2 separate regions of the Mus musculus genome follow, and region 1 is linked to region 2. The links are chromatin contacts, called in public capture Hi-C maps. All regions are on one chromosome and are shown on one strand. Each heading gives the region's core, a stretch centred on a gene start, on an enhancer-like site or on the middle of the called end of the contact. The rest is flanking DNA. Distances are from core to core; before and after follow the strand shown.

Region 1 (3,276 bases), core at 578-3,077, 2.0 Mb before region 2:
CAGGGGGGTACCTGGAAGAATATTTGTCTTAGGAAAGTGGATGCTAATCCCAGGAGTCTTACCTAGAAATTGGAAGGGAGGGGTATTTCTGTTGTCCTGGGGAATCTGTTTTCTCAGACCGTGGGTGGGCAGAGAGGAAGTGTAGAATGTTTGATGATAAACAGGCAAAAAAATATATAAATAAATAATATTTATGTTTTTGCTTCCAAGCCACCAGAGGATGTTGGAGCAAAGTAGATGGCATTGGTACAGCTTGGGAAGGGTCCTTCTAGCTGAAGGCTGGGTAGAGAGAAGATGACCATCCCTGTGTAGCTTACAGCTGAGCTTACATCCTGGCACAAGAATGCTCAAGGCAGAGTTGGGGCACCCAGTGACAGCATCAGCCAACGCTGGAAGCAGTGAGGTCCCTGCTGTAGTTCAGCAGGCAGCCCAAGACCTTAGGATCGATGCCTTGGAAGAAGTGTTCCTGCCTGTGGGCTTGCTTGTATATAGGTCCCAGGACTTGAGGGAGAACCTCGAGAGGAACTTGGGGCTGGCATTACAGATGACAGTCACATGCTACACACACACATGCTACGGCTGGCAGGATGGCAAGTCTGTAGAATGAGTTCCACTGAGCCATTGGCCAGGCAAGAGCTCACTCAGTATCTGGTGCTGCTGCGGTGGGGGCTGTGTTGGTGGGTAGTGCAGAGGCTTCTGAGGAAGCTTAGGCAGGACAGAGAGGAAATTCTACGACAGAAGAAAGTTCTGCAGCACAGGGACTCTTGGTTATGAACTTTTAAAGTGGAATTTAAAATAAGTGTGCTATCAGCATTTCTTCACCTTGAGCAACATGCAGTGTGCTTTTAAAGCAAATCCTACTTTGATAAATTAATAAGGGTCATGTCTAACCCCATCTGGTCATGCTTTTATATAGCCAAAATGAAAAGTATGATTGAGTACAATAGCCTTCCATAGGAAATATTATCTTGCTATCCTAAAATTATTCCACATGGCAAAAAACACAGAGTGGGTAGGACCACAGGGAGATTTTTTTGAGTTTAGAAAGCCTTCTACCATGTGTGCTGAGGGCTGTTCAAATTCTTTCACCAAGTCTACCTCCACTGATACTGCAGAAAGGAAAACCATCTCAAAGCCAGCCTACCCTTGCTTAAACTAAGAGAATTCATGTCTTTGATACTGGGCAGGACAGAATTACAAACCTCAGAAAAGCTTGCATGTGTTTTCATCATTGGAAAGACATGCCGCGGGTAGGCTGTGATGGCAAGCAAGATGTGAGGAAATCCCAGAATTCTTCTTGCCTGGCTTTCAAACATTCCATCACGGTTCGCTGTTTTCTGAAAATCTTTGATACTCAGACCGTATGTTCTCACAAACCCTTTCCATTTTGTAGTGGATGCCGGCCTTGAGCAGAGCTGATGAGAATGAGGCAGGGGTCCCAGGCTTTATGCTAGTCCCCCTGAGTCCCGGGAGACACTCTAACCTGGGAGGATGTGCTGCCAGACCCCTGCTATGTCTTGCCATTCTTGGTTTAGGATTTGCAAAGATGCTCCCACACAACATCCTGATATTACAGTGTGTATACTGCTGTCCTCATCTCTGAACATCCACAGTTGTCCTAGCTGGGGAGTACCATCCCCCTTTCCCTCTCTCCTCTTCCCTGCTCCCTCCCTTCCTCTGCAGAGTGCTCTGTGTAAACTTGCCGCTCACTGATGGACTGGCCATTTCCAGTCAAGCCACCACCTCTGGCCCCTCCTGCTATTGTTCTCTGCCGGCCTTTGTTTCTCTCCTTCTCTTGTTTTTGTTTTTATAGATCAGTGTCTCTCATCTCTTGGTGAAACGAGCCTCCTTTGTAATTACCACTGCCCTAGTCAGTTCAGACTGCTGTAACACAATACCATAAAAGGACTGGCTTGGAAACAACAGAAATGCATTTCTTGCTGTACTGGAGGCAGAGGCGGCCAAGATCAAGGTGCTGGCAGATTCGGTGTCTGGTAAAGGCTGCCTTCTGGTGCAAAGAAAAAAACGACAGCTCCTAGCTGTGTTCCCATGTAGTGAAGAACTGTACTTTTAGCCCCTTATGTGGGCACTCGTCCTGTTATTAAAACTCTATTCTCAAGGCTACTCACCCCACACCCCCTGCCTATTATCATTATATTGCAGCTTCAGTCTGAACATAGGAACTTGGAGAGAGGGGAGTCATCCAACCAGAGTGTCCTTTTCTTCCCTCATTGGCTGACAGACAAGTTTCTGCCTGTCAGGGTTGATTTGGGGGCTCCTCTCTTGCCCAGAACAGCTGCAGGCTGCAGAGCTGTTGTCAAGGCTGACTCTGAAGCTCCAGGGGGTTCTGCGGTGGCGCTGCCAGCAGGTGTAGTCCAAAGGACACCCGCCCAGGTGTAGTCCTTTTGCCGTGCTTCCAGACCCTGCTCAGTCACAGGTGTGAAGCCGCTATGACTTCTGCGGGAGAGTCGTTCAGAGCAGCTCGCTCTCACGTGCCCCTTCCTGACTTTCACTTATCACCGTGGCAGGACTCTCCTTCAGCAACTTCAGAAGCTTCAGACTTTGGTGATGGGGAAGGTCTCTCGAACCTGCAAGTTAGCTGGCACACAGACTGGCACCTGCCTCATGGTGAGTTTCCCAAAGGGACTTCCTCCCCTGGCAAGCCCCCCATTTCCAGACTCCCCTACCTTGAAAATGCTAACAATGAATGAAGCCAGAGAGACCATACATCCCGTTCCAAGGCTTCCCCTTGTCTCGTCATTTCAAGGACACAAGTGAGGGTGACCTGACCCCTAACAGACTTGTGCTCTTTCTTGTCCCTTGTTCCCAGAGGTCAGCCACCCACAGTCTGAGCTCTACAGCTCCCCGTGTTCTCTCCTTACCTCTAGGTCGTTGTGCTTTGCTTTGCTGTTGCATTTGGAAGCTTCTTTCAAGGCTATGGGCCTTATCCTTCTGCCACCAAGATGGCTCTGCCCAGCCAGCATCCTCTGTCAGAGCCATACACAGCCTCCGTGGGTAAGTCACCACCTTGTTTTTGTTTGCCTGCAGTTGGCTTTCCGAGCTCTCTGCAAGGGATCCCAACCCATGTGTAAGAGTAGAGCATCTCTGTTTGCAGGTGGGGTGTTCTGGGAGTGGCCACTGGACTCCCTGGGTAGCACCAGGAATTCTCAAGAATTCCACAGAGAGTTAACAGAAGTCCCTAGTGCTCCAGATTCCTTCTCTGATAAGCCCTGACACCCCCTTTGGAGTTCTGACTTGGGGTGGGGTGGGGCGATG
Region 2 (2,861 bases), core at 191-2,690:
GAGAGCGCAAAGGGGCTTTTATGAAACAGCTTTTCAGAACCCGTGAAATAACAAAAGGCCTGGTTTCCATCTCAGGGCTTTTAAGCAGTCACATCAAATAGAAACCCAGCAGGCCCCAGGGCCACTGCTGCTTCTAATTAAGACCCCAAGGTAAGGCAGCCCATTAGGGGGCCCAGGGCCAGCAAAACATAAATCCCAGCCCTGCCTCTAACAGCAGAAGGCTGATTTGAGCTCACTATGCTGCGTTTGTTCTCAGCTTGCATTAAAAGTAGCAGGCTGCACCTGCCTTCCAGACACCCTGCAAGCAAGTTCATTCCGACACTGATTCTCTTGTTCAAACAACCCAAAGTGTGCCAAACAGATGTTAAACGGAGGAGGAACGCGGAGTGAGACAGGTTTTGACACATCCTTATGTGTATGGGGGCGGGGGGGTGTTTTTGTGTCTGTGTGTGACTGAGGGTTGTGGTCCATACACACGGTTATTCTTTCTTTCCCTTTCAAAACTATAACCCACCTACCCACCACACAAGTATCAGCTCAACCGCTGGGGGCGGGGGGGGGGGGGAGCACGGCGTGGGGAGTAAAAAGAGGACCCTGTTTTTTGCTGCAGGAGACTAGTTCTCGAACCGCCTTGATTATTAGGGCCACCTAGAAGGCTTGGGAAAGTGCAGGGTTCCACCCCCCGGGTTTTAGATTCAGTAGAATTGGGCTGGAGTCCCCAGAATCATCATTTGTGTTCATTCATCAGGTGGTGCTGATGCCACAAGTTTAGGGACCATGACTGGAAAATGACAGCTGTAAGCCAACAAAGCAATAGCAAAAGGGGGCAAAGAAACACGCGTGCGCTCAGCCCCCACCGACCTGGCTTTGTTGATTTTTTTGAGACACAGCTGGCAGGCAAAAGAAGCAGCTGTGTTTTGAATGGAGACGGATATGTGAGCTGGCAAGCCCACAGCAGGCAGAGAAGTTTTCAGAATGATAACCAAGCGTGTAACAACCTAGGCAAAGTGGGATCGACCTCTGCTCTCAAGGGGACTGTGAGTCTGGGCCCCCTCTGCCCTTATGGAGACTCAGCATAGGGCTTCTGCTCCTCATGGCTTCCGGGGCAGAGAAGCTGTGCTACCGGACAAGGCCAACTTTCATCTCCCCTGTAGAAAAACCAGCCATTGAGGGGTGGGGGTGGGGCGCTTCCCCAGCTTGGTTCCAAGTGAGGAATGGTTACAGAGTCAGCACATTCTGGATTTGTTGTTTTGGCCCTAGCTACACCGTATACCTCCAGTTCTGCTCCTAGACACGCATCCCTGACACCCACTTCGTCCTGCCAGAGAAGACCATGTTGTTAATTATGGGAGGATCTGTCCTAAGGACTGGCCAGCAGAGCGAAGGAATTCTACATTCAGTTTTAAATGTGGTTTGTCCCCACCCCACCCCACCCTACTCCACCCAGTCCTCTGTGAGTCTGTAGGCTGTGACAATGACCCAGCCAAACACCCTCGTCTTGGCAAACCTAATATGAGCCTTGGACAAGATCAGCTACATGATTTTCAGAATCCAATACAAAAAAAAAAAAAAGCCCAACCCCCTCTTCAAAACAAAATCGGGGCATTCAAAACATGAAGAGCAAAACATGAAAGTGGGCATTCCTCAGGGCAGGGGGCCCTGTGTGGGCTGATGGTGATGGGGTCGTGCGGGCTCATAGGATCCATGCATGGCTCCCATGCCTTAGCGTTTAGGTAGGATGCTTAGAGCTCTCCCTACACAGAGTGACTGTCCTTCCTGGGTTGGATGGGGGATTCTCCATTGCAGGCCTGCTAGAAGGAATGGGGAGAGGCAAGTCGAAAGGAAAATGTAGGTCCAACCTCAGAGAGCTCTCCCTGGCCATGGGAAAGGCAGACGGACACCAACTCCAGATTCTCGGAGCAGCTTCACCTCTATGATACGAGTGAGCAGACATCTATATGTACAGCTTTAGGCACGGCTCCAACAGGGTTATCCAGGAAAGAGCAATGCAGCCAGCCTGTCATCATGGGCAGGAAAGGAAAAGCAGAAGTTAAAGGGCTTACGCACCTGCTGCATTTCACGGCCAACTTTTAGATGTCTCTGACAGTGTTTAGATCTGCGGGTGGAACCCAGGGCCTCTACTACAGCATGCTGTCACCAACCCCAAGATTCAGAATTATAGTGTGCAAACCAGAGAACTCTAGGTCTCTCCCAGCTGGATGTTTGTGCGTCTAGATTTCTTTCCAGTAAAATTCTAGTGGTCTCTATCCTACCACAAACTATCCTAGAACAAACTTGGTGGCTTAAAAAATTACTCAAATATCTACTGTATTTCACAATTTTGTTTGTAAGGAGTCCAGACAGGACTCAGCTATTGCATTGTTCCATTCCATATAAAAGGTGTTTGACACTGGACAGAATGGTGTAGAGGACCCTCTATGGCTTCCCTCACATGTCTGATTTCTTTTCTTATTTTTAAGACAGGACCTCTCAATATAGCCCTGGCTGTCCTGGAACTCACTCTATAGACCAGGTTGGCTGTGAACTCAGAGATCTGCCTGCCTCTGTTTCCCCAGTACTGGGATTAAAAGCGTGCACCACCACCATCACAGCAACAACCACCACCACCACCTGGCTTTTCCTTTTTTAAAAGACAAGGTTTCTCCACATAGCCCTGATGCCCTGGAATTCACAATGTAGACCAGGCTGGCCTCAAACACACAGAAATCCACTGATTCAGTTTCCTAAATGCTAGGGTTAAAGGAATGGGCCAGCACACCCAGCCAACTGTCTGGTTTCTTGATGGAATGGCTAGAAGCTGAGCTCAGATGGGACCTTCCTTGGGAGTACCCACATATGGC

Evidence for each region. Capture Hi-C pulls out chosen DNA fragments and counts their contacts.
Region 1: a capture Hi-C map of embryonic stem cells shows a contact between it and region 2, with 2.9 times the contacts expected there. The contact joins two enhancer-like sites. A contact is called at or near these places in 2 of 115 datasets of contacts at active chromatin or transcription factors (embryonic stem cells and extraembryonic endoderm stem cells) and 1 of 9 other capture datasets (embryonic stem cells).

What each region holds. Positions count from the first base shown.
Region 1 is chr6:37,335,567-37,338,842 of GRCm38.p6, reverse strand. It overlaps Creb3l2 (cAMP responsive element binding protein 3-like 2), which reads left to right. Exons shown (of 12, transcript NM_178661.4): 9 at 2,529-2,628; 10 at 2,889-3,015. Among named protein-coding and RNA genes, the nearest start is that of Dgki, 37 kb to the right of the region's middle. Within about 2 kb of position 1,827, at least 68 of the 459 cell types and tissues checked have an H3K27ac peak or open chromatin away from gene starts, as enhancers often do. A contact at or near this core is called in embryonic stem cells, where this site is marked.
Region 2 is chr6:35,352,235-35,355,095 of GRCm38.p6, reverse strand. No RefSeq gene overlaps it. Among named protein-coding and RNA genes, the nearest start is that of 1700065J11Rik, 23 kb to the right of the region's middle. Within about 2 kb of position 1,440, at least 46 of the 459 cell types and tissues checked have an H3K27ac peak or open chromatin away from gene starts, as enhancers often do. A contact at or near this core is called in embryonic stem cells, where this site is marked.